Linked DNA regions of Mus musculus: region 1 is linked to region 2. The links are chromatin contacts, called in public HiChIP or PLAC-seq maps. All regions are on one chromosome and are shown on one strand. The core of a region is the stretch at or near the end of the contact, and the rest is flanking DNA. Distances in the headings are between cores, read along the strand shown.

Region 1 (6,121 bases), core at 862-3,361, 130 kb before region 2:
AGAACTCCCATGGAGTCCCAGCCTGGTCTCAAACCCCTGAAGAGTTTTAGCTTGAGCCTCCCTTCAGGTTCTAGGATCACAGGTGGGAGCCATCACACACATCCCACAAACGTCTGAAGGACTCTCCGAAGGCTTAACAAGGAGCAGACTTTTTGCCAGTTGAGGTGGAACACATGAGAGTCGGCTTTGCAGCAGACAGAAAACACCATTGTTGGTTTTGAAATCATGATCTCCTGTGGCCAAGCCAAACATGCCAGCCATTCAAAATCATGGAAGGTTTGGCTCCCAGACTTCCTAGAGCTGTTTTTCTAAACTGCCGGCCCCGGCTCTTCCCCGGCTTCGGCATTCTGGCCTGCGGGTTCTGGGTTTTAAACAGGCACACCTCATATCAGAGGCAACGCTTTCTCTATCAGGGATCTCACTGCCTGCATAGGAAGTTTTGGGGGTACTTTCTCAGGCCAAGCTCCTTGCTGAATTTGCGGGATACAGCAAGGAGTTCAATTTACAGTTCCGAACTGAAGGAGAGGGACAAGCTCACACTTGTAGTCCCCAAACTGGGGGAGACTGAGGCAGGAGGGGCTTAAAGCCAGGTAGGCTAGAGTCAGCCTGGGCTACTGAGTGAAACCGTTGCTCAGCAACTGGGGTGCAGGGTACAGAAAGAGAAGTTCACATTGCCATAGAAGTGAGACAAATAAGTGCACACACATTTACAATGACAAACTGCCACGATGGCAGGTAACTGTGAGGAAGAATGATATTCCTGGAGAACTTGGGACATTTGGAGACCACGAATTTGACTACCATAGTGCATAGAACACAGTCTGTATTACCTGGAAGTCTAGCTTCGGGCAAGCAGTTAGAGGACAGAACTTTCAGGAAAAAAGTAGGGAACAACATGTCTGCCTAATCATTTGCCTTTCAAGAGAGCATCAAAGAAAGGGGGGAGGCCGGGCGTGGTGGCGCATGCCTTTAATCCCAGCACTCGGGAGGCAGAGGCAGGTGGATTTCTGAGTTCGAGGCCAGCCTGGTCTACAAAGTGAGTTCCAGGACAGCCAGGGCTACACAGAGAAACCCTGTCTCCAAAAACCAAAAAAAAAAAAAAAAAAAAAAGGGTGGGGAAGACCAAAAATACTGAAAGACCTGAGCATGCTTAGTATCAGACAGACTTGACTGGACAAGCAAAGGACTCTTTACTTTTGTAAGCCACCAGTAGGGGTGCATTTGTGGGGGTAATTTGAATGTAACTCCAAACAGTCCTCAAGAGATGAACGATAGACTTCTGCTCTCGTTTTCATTTGTTTTTAAGGCAGGGTCTCTTGCAGCTGAGGCAGGTCTTGAACTCATTGCTGCTCCTGTATCTCTCTCCCAAAATCTTTGATTATCGATGGATGCCACTATTTTGACTCTAAAAAGTTTTAAATGATTTATTCTTATGTGTAACGGTATTTTTGCCTGGATGTCTGTCTGCGGACCACATGCATGTAGTGTCTGATGAGTCCAGAAGAAGCCTTGGCCCCTCTTGGAACAAGAATTACAAACTTTTGAGTAGCCGTGTGGATGCTAGGACTCAAACCCGGGTCCTCTGGAAGGGCAGTCGTTTCTCCAACAGGCATTTCCAGTTACAGGTTCTTGAGGAAAGGATCATTTCCTGGTGTGGTTCTTTCATTCTAAGCCCATAGAACAGTAAGAAGTACACAAATACTGCATGTACAGGGTTGCAGACAGCAGTTTGGTATGTAGTATTGATCTACACGTACTGATTGTGGCAAGGTACATACTTGCAGATATGCTGTACGTATGATGGGGTACAGGGTGTGTTAAGGCGCACATATTGAGGTGTTTAAATGAGGACATGATGACCGCGGGATGGTGTATAGTGTGTTGGAGTGGTGTGCTGAGATTGGGTACATATTGCGGGGCACACCGGGTCCCAGCAGCAGACACAATGATGTACACCGAGCCCAAGTTACCCATAAGGAAAGGCGAGGAGATCTGCGCTAAAATGGGGAAGGGTTCGAAGTTCCCGCCTCTCTTCCGCTGCCACCGTGCCCAAATGCCTAAATATTGCCAGACTTCAGGCAGAGTGTAGCCTCTTCCGGGAGTGGGCGGAGCCCCATGAGGAACGGGCGTGGCTTCTGGTTCGCCCGGCTGGGCCTGGCCTGCAGGATCTTGCCTTCCGCCTGTTCGCTGGATCTGTCCCCAATATGCTGCGGGCGCGCGGGCCTGGGCCCGGCGCTCTGCTGCTCCGGGCCGCGCTGGGTCTCGGGCGGCGCGGGCGGTCATGGCAACGGCCGCAAGGCCAGGACACCGGCGTGCAGGTGCATAACAGCCTCACTGGCAGGAAGGAGCCGCTGATAGTGGCCCGCTCGGACGCAGTCTCCTGGTGCGTGCGCCGGGAGAGGCAGGGCGGAGCGAGGCGGGGCGGGAAGGTGCGCAGGGGCAAGTCAATTCTGAAAGCCTGACGTGGTCTCCCGAGCGTCACTTAAACACCGCGCGTGTTCAGTGAAGGTTGTTAAGGAAGACTTAGGGCTCCTTTTACATATCTCACATGGTGGATCTTAATATGTTCCCAGGTATAGCTGTGGACCGACTGTGTACGACCATGCACATCTTGGCCATGCTTGGTGAGTTTCCTAGATTTGAACCTTTGACAAAGTCAGAGGGTTATTTATTGTGCAAAGAGTAAACTGTTAGCTTGTTTTATAATCTGTTAAGTGAACTGAGTGATGATTGCATTCTGGGAATTGTGAGACACCGGAATGTTGGTCTCTTTGGTCTTCATAGCTGTTTGGAGTTGCATACCCATTGGAGTTACTGTGAAGGAATAGAGAGTGACCCGTTTGCGAATTAGATGTTTCTAAGGTTGGTCCAGAGACCCGAATCCAACAGTGGGGGATCATTGCCTGGTCTTGGACGGATCACATTCTTGCTGGAATCATGGTTCTTATTTTGAGTGAAGACAGAAATGACAACATGACATCTTCATGGCAGTTTCTGGAAATGTCTATGAAGTGCCGCTTAGCACAGCGCCCCCAAGTGTTCTAAGTGCTCCACCACTGACCCACTGACCGAATACTGTCTTGCTAGACTCCAGGGAGCATTGGAGCAGTATTTGTTGACATTTCCCATCTCTTGATATTTTAGTTGTTGTCTTGCACTTTTTTGTTTGTTTGTTGTTTTTGAGACTGAGTTTCTCTGTGTAGTCTTGGCTGTCCTGAAACTCACTTTATAGACCAGGCTGGTCTCAAACTCAGAGATGTCCCTGTCTTTGTTGGAATGCTGAGATAAAAGGTATACGCCTACTGCCTGACTCTTGCACAGTTTTAATTGGGTATTTTTAAAAAGATTTATTTATTTATTATATGTAAGTACACTGTAGCTGTCCTCAGATACTCCAGAAGAGGGCATCAGATTTCATTACGGATGGTTGTGAGCTACCATGTGGTTGCTGGGATTTGAACTCAGGACCTTAGGAAGAGCAGTCAGTGCTTTTAACCACTGAGCCATCTCGCCAGCATCCTTAATTGGGTATTTTTAGACCTAAATGAAACGCAAGTGTGGAGGCCAGAGGACATCCTCAGATGTCATCCTCAAGTGCTACCTTCTGTCTGTTTTGAGACAGAATCTCTCACTGCCTTGGAAGTCCACAAACAGGCCACGCTGGCCGGGAAGCTCGTCCCCAGGGTCCACCTGTCTCTGCCTCCAGCACTGGGGTAGTGGGGACAATCCGAGAGAACAAGAGTGGTAAAAAGCTCTTGTTGCTTGGCAGTGGTGGCGCACACCTTTAATGCCAGAGCTCTGGAGGCAAAGGCAGGTAGATCTCTGTGAGCTCAAGGCCAGCCTGGTCTACAGAGCAAGCTCCAGGACAGCTAGGACTACACAGAGAAACCCTGACCTAAAGCAACAAGAACAAAACAGTCTTGACATTGAGTTTTGTATCAGGATTTTTTACACACTTAAATACATGCAAACTCATCCAACAGCTTTAATCTTAAAAAAGGCAATACAGTGTCCCAAACTGATGTGATTGCTTTTGTTGCGTCTCACAAGGCCCTTCTGGGCCTCCAGGTGGGACCCAGTTTGTAAGAAAGTACTTGGCTTAGTTCCCTATGAACCAAGCATCAACTGTAGAACACTGTTTGGAAGTTACATAGTAGCGTGTTATACTGTAACCCATTTCTTTTCAAGAATAAAGCTGATGGGGCCCACAAGATGGCTCCCTGGGTAAAGGCACCTCTTGTAAGAACCTGATGACCTGAGGTTGATCCCCAAGATTCACTTGGTGAAAGGAGAGAACCAAGCCCCGAAAACTGTCCTCTGACCTCAACATACATTCTGCACATCTGCCTCTCCTGTGTGTGTGAGAGGCACACATACACACACACACACACACACACACACACACACACACACACACAGAGCATTCATACCACAGACACTATAGTAGCAGTAGTAAACATTGTGTCCTGGAGAGATGATGTAATGCTCAGAGTACTTGTTTATAGATGAACTAAGTTCCTCCCATCACCCACATGATGGCTCACAACCGTCAGATGCACACATGGTGCACATACATACACACAGGCAAAATACATGCACATGAAATAAAACAAGATAATCAAAAATAACATAATTTTTAACAGCTGGGCAATGGTGGCGCACACCTTTAATCCCAGTAGTTGAGAGGCAGAGGCAGACAGGTCTCTCTGAGTTTGAGGCCAGCCTGGTTCCAGGACAGCCAGGGCTATACAGGGAAACCCTGTATGGAAAACCAAAAAACAACAACAAAAAAACTAGGTTAAAAATAAAATACTGGTCAGGTAGTGGTGGCGCACACCTTTAATCTCAGCACTTGGGAGGCAGAGGCAGGTGGATCTCTGAGTTCGAGGCCAGCTTCGTCTACAGAGTGAGTTCCAGGACAGCCAGGGCTGCACAGATACAGAGAAACTCTGTGTCGAGAAGCCAGAAAATAGAATAAGTAAATTAACGCCGTTGATTCTGTGTGTTGAAGACAGCCTGGCAGTGTTTTTCTTTCAGCTCCTATGTTAGATTTGACATTATCCGGAGGATCCTGACCAGAGTGTTTGGATGCAATGTGGTCATGGCGATGAGCATTACCGACGTGGATGACAAAATAATCAAGAGAGCTAACGAGGTAAGCAGCCTCCCTCACATTGACCGGCAAGCCGGTGGCTGAGCGGCCGTTCCCTGCCGAGGCTACTTTCATGTATTCCTAGTACTTGTGACCCTTTATGTGTCCCGAAGACTCTTCTCCAAAAAAAAAAAAAAAAACCAGACCGAGATGGTGGCAGGTCCCACCGAGGGAAGTTAAGTCAGTGGAGAGCGGAGAAGCACCCCCTCCAGGGGTGTCCACTGTCCTCTGACCCTTGTCCCCGTCCCTCCCTGTGATGAGTGCCTCACTCCAGCTCTACCAAGACCCCCTGGGCCCTGACTCTGGCCTTGGACACCCCTGTGTTCCGATGCCTCATTTCCACATTTCTCTTGTTTTGCTGTTAGACACAAGCTCTTATCCTGTCGCCCAGGTTGGCCTCTGTAGCTCAGATCAGCCTCGCCTAGGGAGTGCTGCAGTCTTGTCTCTTGACCACCAGGAGGTGCATATGTGTCCCTCACCATCACAGTCTTGGGAACCCAGAGCCACGGATGGTGTGGGCCTTGGAGTGGGCCCATAGCCCCAGGCTTCTGACTTCAGCTCTGTGCAGGCAGGGCCTTCTTATGGTGTGCATGCATGGCCTCTACTTGAGGCCTGCTGCAGAGAGCATGTCTTTCCGCACAGGTTGACTGCCTCCTCGGTCTGGGCCCCACACCAGCTCTGAAGACTTGGTGGGAGAGAGGTAGTTATCCCAGGAAGCAAGCATGAGGTCAGGGGCTCTCTGGGTTCTTCCACTGATTGGGCATTGTGCCCTGAATGCCACTATCACCAGAGGGCTTTCCCTTTTCAGTGAGGAGACATTTTCTGAAATGTTTGTGGGATTTTTGTTTGTTTGTTTTGGGTTTAGTTTTTCTTTCTCTTTCTCTCTCTCTTTTTTTTTTTCTTTCTTTTCTTTTTTTTTTTTTTTTTTGAGACAGGGTTTCTCTGTTTAACCCTGGCTGTCCTGGAACT
Region 2 (6,252 bases), core at 424-2,923:
AGCCTGGAATGGAACCTCTGGGTCCAGTGATAACTTTATGTCTAACTTACATAGTGGCTTGCGCTATCTCAGTCCAACAGGTTAAAGTTTTCAAAAGCACATCTTAGGAAAAAAAAAAAGCCGATAGTGTGTGTGAACGATGTTTGGCTCGCCTCAGGCACCGGCACCTGGCAGCTGCAAGGTAACCCTAGCCAGCAGGGGGCGCTCTTCTCTCACCTTGAATCCTGGGAACCCAGGGATACCGTGCAGGCCTGGGTCTCCTTGGTCGCCTTTCTTTCCGAGCTCCCCATTGACACCGGGAAAACCTTTGGGTCCTGGCAGTCCCGGAAGACCCCCGATGACCTGGCCACATTGGCAGTCTCCAGCTTCACCTGTCGTGATTAGGACAGGGTTGCATGCGTTAAGCTGGGCTTGGACTAGCAGGGGTAGAGGACAGGTGGAGGGGCTGGTGGGAGAAGACACTGAGTGCTGTGATTAAAGGCGTGCGCTGCCACGCCTGGCTTTAGAGTGCCTTTTATGCTGCATATACGTGCTGAGGTCACGGGTAGTCCTCATCCAGACATAAGGTGTTTCATAGGACTTGTACACAGCCCGAAGTTAACTTTACCCACAAGTTTTGGTGTGGCCACTTTGGCTGCGGCCCAGCGAGTGATGCCAGCTGTGGGATTCCCCACTTGCTGTGCCATATTGGCATATTGGTTCTCAGAGAGTTTCAGATTCTGTAGCATTTCAGATTTCAGATCAGACTGCCCATCCTTTACCCTCAGAGAAGTGAATGAAGGGTGGGGGCGGGGTCAACTTGCAAGAGGAGGTGACATGGGGGCTAGGTTGGGGTCACCATCCTGACCTTCCCACCCTGCAGTCCTCACCTTTCCATCCTTTCTGCCCTCGTGTTCCTGGGAAACCTGAAGGTCCCGGGTAGCCCACTCTCCCTTCTGATCCTTTCAGGCCAAACAGGAAGCCTACGGAAAAACACACAGGACAAAAGCATTTGTGAGAGTCGGCCAGATCAGTCAGGTCCAGTGCAGCCTCTCAGCCAAGTCTACCCCAGCTCCTTGCATCTCCAGACCCACACCAGCACCTCCAAGACAGAAGCTTGGACAGCCATGTGGCCATGGTCCCTCAGGATGGAACAGAGACCAGAGCCTGCAAATTTAGCTTTTCTACCAATGTATCGAGACCAATGTCTTTGCTTTTGAGGAACGTTCAGTCCAAACGAAGAATTTGACTTTTCAGCCATGTTGCTGATGGCCGCGCATCTCTGCTCAGCCTCAGAGAATGTCCCCCAAGGTGTGTGTGTGGGGGGGTGGGGGGGTTGGTGTGGGATTAAGATAAACTCAGCTCTCCCTCTGTCCCCTTTCTGGAGTGCATGCCCATCTCTTCTCAGACCTCCCCATTTCTCCTTTCTCCTGCACACATGAACACACATGTAAACCTGCAAACATGGGGGTCCTGGAAACTAACTGGAATTCTCCTAATTGGTACTGGGCATGGTTGACCTCACTAAATGACCTTGGCCCCAATATTCCTCTTCTAGGTTCACTTTTTTTTTCACTAAAGGTCAGAGTTATTAGTCACTACAGTGCCCCAATAATTGCACATATGTATATCAATTGACCAGATGAGACTCCACTAAGACCTCACAATTCTTAGAGGCCTTTGGGAAGACTGCCATCTGGTGGTGGATCCAAGGCTGCGTATCCAGGCGAGATTGGCTGTGCTGCAGGGTAGCTGAGTACCTCTGGACTCCTTTGCTTCTCATTGTCTTACTCTGTAGCCCAGGCTGGCCCCAAACTTATGGTGACTCTCTGGTCTCAGCCTCCCAGGTGTCAGGATGACAGGTATGAGCCACCAAGCCTTATTGCTGCTAAATCTAGTAGTGGTCATAGCTCCATCGAATACCCCAGGACAAGGTAGGTGCTTGTGGCTACACAGGAAAGGATAAGGAGGCAGTGACTTCAAAGGCATGGGATGGTTTGGGAGCGCCTAGGGAAGCAGAGATTTGTAGAAGAGACCAGCGGGCATTGTTCTGTGTAATCTGATCTGGCCTCACATCTAACACAGTCTCTCACTCACTCATTCATCCACCACAAGCCAGCTCCTGAGCCACGCCAGGCAGCAGGCCAGGAGCTGTGTTGGCACTGGGAAGCTGGCCTGCCTCGAGCTGACAGCTGAGATGCAGGGACACAGCTAACACGCTCAGCAAACAAATGTGAAGTTTCAGATTCTAGCTAGCACCGTGAGAGGGAAGCTGGGAGCAGCTGATTTAGAATGGGTGGTGTCCAGGGGGGTCTTCTGAGGAAGTGGCATGGACTGTGGCTGACAGAGGGAGCTGGCCAGGCGGGGAGCTGAAGGGCTCTCCAGAAATGGAACGGAGGGACCAAATGGCCCCTTAACAGTATGGAGCCATGACCAGGGAGTGTGTAAAGGGTACACGGAGGAGTGTTGTCATGGAGGAGGGGAGAAGACCCTCTTGGGCTTTTATTCCTAAGGGCAACGGGAGTCCTGAAGTGTTTTAAGGAGAGAGACTGCACCACACACTGTGAGTCCAGTGTGGAGAGTGAGGTGCCCAGAGACTCCTGGCTCAAGTACAGACGCTATGGAGGAATAGTGGTACCAGGGAATGTGTGGGTCAAAGAGGAGAGTGACAGCGTGGAGATCTGCAGCTCCGCTCTGGGCATTCTTGAGACCCAGTGCTGCTGATTCTAGTGAGAAGTTTCATGGCTGTAGCTCAGAGTACAGAGGAGGAATGGTGATGTTTTCACAGGGCTGCGTTCCCACTGGAGAGGAGAGGAGAGAAGAGGGGAAGAGAGGAGAGGAGAAAGGAGGGGAGGAGAGGAGAGGAAAGGAGAGGGGAGGGAAGGGAAGGGGAGGGGAGGGGAGGAGAGGAGAGGAGAGGGGAAGAGAGGAGAGGAGAGAGACAGAGAGACAGAGACAGGCAGAGAGAGACAAAGAGAGAGAGGTGGGGGAGGGAGGGAGAGAGAGAAGCAGTTAGAGAGGGAGAAGGAGAGGGAGAAGGAGAGGGAGAGGGAGAGGGAGAGGGAGAGGGGGCCACTGAGAAGTCCTACAAAGTATCCAGAGATAGGAATAGTGGACAGGTACTATGGAGCCGAGGAAAGCCTTTCCGCACAGGCACTGCCTATGTGCCCGTGGAACCCCTCCAGGAGATGCTTAGGTTTGGGTTGGGCTCTAGCCTAAACTGTCAAGCCCTCCTGACAGACAGAGAGAAAAGCAGACCGTAAATAGAAGGATTATCACCTGGACTCTATGAACACTTAAAACTAGAGACCTGTCACCAAGGACAAAATTGCCATTTAAAACCTGCACCAAGGACAAAGAGAGATGTCTTTCTTGGGAGTTAGTAAGGCCTTTATGAAGGCACAGTTGAGCCGTGTAGATTCGACCTCTGTCTCTCCCCTGGGTTGTTTTCTTCTACGTAATTCATTCATAATTTTAAATACATTTTTTGGGACGTGGGAGATCTCAGCATGACTTCCACGAAGAAGCCAATAGCTGATTCAGTCAGCTGTACTAGAAATGGCGCCAGCAGAGCCTTTCACCCCGAAAGACAGCTGGCATCAATGTTCGCTCCGATTCTCTGAATGACTAAGCATTCTGGCTTCCAGCAACCGCAGCACACAAAATAGGACCAAAGGCAGTTTCTGAGAGAAGACTCCAAACGTTTCAGATCTGAGAAAGGCTGAGCAAGGTAGGACTCCTGGTTTCCAGTACTAATTTCAGGGTGGATCCGAACTATGAGCATACTTCAAAAGGCCGTTGGTTGGCTAGTTTTCACTTAAGAGTTTGCTGTAGGAGCAGTTGATTTGGTAACAATGTATCGCACAGAGAAAACAACAATGTGTCTCAAAGAGGAAACAATGCAAGAAGGGCTTAAACTGGATGTCCTAACATTTTTAGTTGATAAACTTCTTACATGAGTCCCTTTTCTGCATACATCCCCTTATCAGCTGGTAATCTACTACAGGTTGCTGTCTAGATCTATTTGCTTCTGTTAGTTTATTTATGTCATTGAAGCTGTAAACCACTTAGTGAGCAAAATTCATCCATGAAGATATTGGATGCTTGTGATAGGATAGAGTGACAGAGACAATGTCCTCATTCATGGTATCGTTTATGTTTTTGACGCATGTGGGGAAAACCCTACAGACACTACACACAGGAAGGACAGGCTCATAGACATTTTTATGGTACACATGTCATCGATAAATATTTTCCTGTCAATATTAACAAATATAAATCATAAAAATTACCTTTAGCATAATAGAAAACATTAAAGATAGCTTTGCTCAGATGCATCATCCAAGAAAATATCAACACTTACTTTTCAAACGAATGTGCTATCTTCCAAAAGAAAGAGAACTGGGCAAGTAGGCTCATGTTAAGTTAAAATGTTACTGTGGGATATGAGCAGAAGCAAAGTGACTGGCTTCCTATGCGTCTGTGTTACAGAAGAATTTCTTTCTATGGAAGAGATGATACTAACAACTTTCCCTCTGGAGATGGTGCAGAGAAGGATTTTCCCAAAGCAATTAAAACAGCCTCTGAACTTGAAGTTTAACTAAACCCCAACACTACCCATGAGCAAATAGGTTGCCCTGCCCCCTGAAAGAACGACTTGAGGAGAGATTGCTGCTGGAGGTGATGTCAGGGAGTTGAAATCATTTTGGAAAGAAGTGGGTCGATGTTACTCCGGAAAGAGAAAATGACCTCATATTTCCTTTCAGTGCCTCAAAAGCCAGTCTTTCCAGCAGATGAAATGTTCCCATGAGGAATTTTTCAACATCTAATGTGTAACTGAATGCTATAGCTGAAGAGACCGGGCTTTGTGGATGACCAGCTCAAAGCTATGGCACACATACCACTCAGTAGATAAGCGTTCTTGATATTAAGGATGGCATGGACCATCACAACCTGAAAATGCTACCCTGGCTGACTCAGGGACCATCCCAGATGCTATGGGGCATCACCCTGGCTAAGTCAGGTGCTGTGGGACAGCAGGCTGGCCAAACCTTCCTCCTCATCTGCCATATATACAGACTCTCTGGGTCTCCTGTGCCCCCTGTCAGTGGCCACCATTCCTTTATGCAGCGATCCTTTCTTGCATCAATAGCTATCTCCTGTGACATTGGCTTTGCAGTGACAGAGAAGTTGACCCAGATTGCCGAAGCAGAGCAGAGGAGCTGTGAGTTAAGGAAGAAGACGCTTGCAGAGACCCAAGCACAGGGATTTCAGCTCACAGTGGGTGCCTTCCTGCTAAGTCACCGCAGCCACAGCTTACCATGCAGGACCTGTGGGACCATTGATTCTCTACAGATGGATGTGATAGCTGTTATGCTAGTTCCTGTGTGGACCCTGGGAATGCCCACCACACCCTCACTCATTAGCCCACTGGATCAACTCAGAACCAGCTTGGTTAGGCTCCAGGTGAACACAGCCACTCACCATCTGGTCCAGGTGGGCCTGCAGGTCCAGGGACTCCTTGGGGACCTGGTCTTCCATCTGCTCCTGGTGGGCCAAGATAGCGTGCAGGGGACCCTGGTTCTCCTGAGAAGCCTTTGGGTCCCATCTCCCCTGGAAGGCCTCTCATTGAATCTGAAATCCAAGAGCATTTTCAGCAGGTGAGTGTCCCCATAGGTAAGGGCTGTGCTGGCTTTCCTGTCACAGAGGGCCTGCCACCAGGAACAAGCATCAGGGTTTAGTTAACAGAAGAAGGCGATGGCCTTGGTACGTTTCTTCACAACTTGTCAACTTTTACAGCTTCCACAATGGCCTGGGATTGTGACCATTTGCTGACATCATTGGATGACACCCCCCCCCCCCCCCCAGTTCTTCCATCTGGGGACCAGATATCACTAATCACCCATTGGGGTCATAATCTAACCTTGCTGGGGTTACTGTTGCATGTGCCCTTCATCTCATCAGAGCTGAGACCACTCCATGAGAAAGACAGATAGAGCCACAGGAAAGCCACGTGGCCAGCAAAGCCTACTACAGGTCCATATCCAGAGACTAGGTATGTTCAGATGCTATGAAACGCCATTACCTTCATCTCCGACGGATGGGCCTGGAGGACCCGCGGTTCCAGGCTCTCCCGGTTCGCCTCGGCTTCCTGGCTCCCCATGAGCACCTTGGAATCCTGGGTCACCTCGGGCACCTGCAACCAAGACAGGTCCCATCAGTTAGAATCAGATCATTGCCTAGGAACAAGCCTGTACCATAGTAGCAAGGGTG

Evidence for each region. HiChIP or PLAC-seq counts read pairs in DNA pulled down with a chosen protein or histone mark.
Region 1: a contact with region 2 is called in an H3K4me3 HiChIP or PLAC-seq map of forebrain, with 2.6 times the contacts expected there. The contact joins the promoter of Cars2 here to the enhancer-like site in region 2. A contact is called at or near these places in 2 of 15 datasets of contacts at CTCF or cohesin (CD8 T cells and embryonic stem cells), 23 of 484 Hi-C or Micro-C datasets (B cells, the BV-2 cell line, the G1E-ER4 cell line and 11 more), 15 of 115 datasets of contacts at active chromatin or transcription factors (the 230-238 cell line, the SCID.adh cell line, T-cell acute lymphoblastic leukemia and 9 more) and 4 of 9 other capture datasets (adipose tissue, embryonic stem cells, liver and 1 more).

What each region holds. Positions count from the first base shown.
Region 1 is chr8:11,546,761-11,552,881 of GRCm38.p6, reverse strand. It overlaps Cars2 (cysteinyl-tRNA synthetase 2 (mitochondrial)(putative)), which reads left to right and starts at 2,111. Exons shown (of 15, transcript NM_001359137.1): 1 at 2,111-2,383; 2 at 2,574-2,624; 3 at 5,038-5,155. The coding sequence starts at 2,205.
Region 2 is chr8:11,415,287-11,421,538 of GRCm38.p6, reverse strand. Col4a2 (collagen, type IV, alpha 2) reads right to left here. Exons shown (of 48, transcript NM_009932.4): 19 at 6,065-6,175; 20 at 5,464-5,613; 21 at 870-962; 22 at 217-371. Among named protein-coding and RNA genes, the nearest start is that of E230013L22Rik, 60 kb to the left of the region's middle. Within about 2 kb of position 1,673, at least 83 of the 459 cell types and tissues checked have an H3K27ac peak or open chromatin away from gene starts, as enhancers often do. A contact at or near this core is called in cerebral cortex, embryonic fibroblasts, forebrain and 2 more, where this site is marked.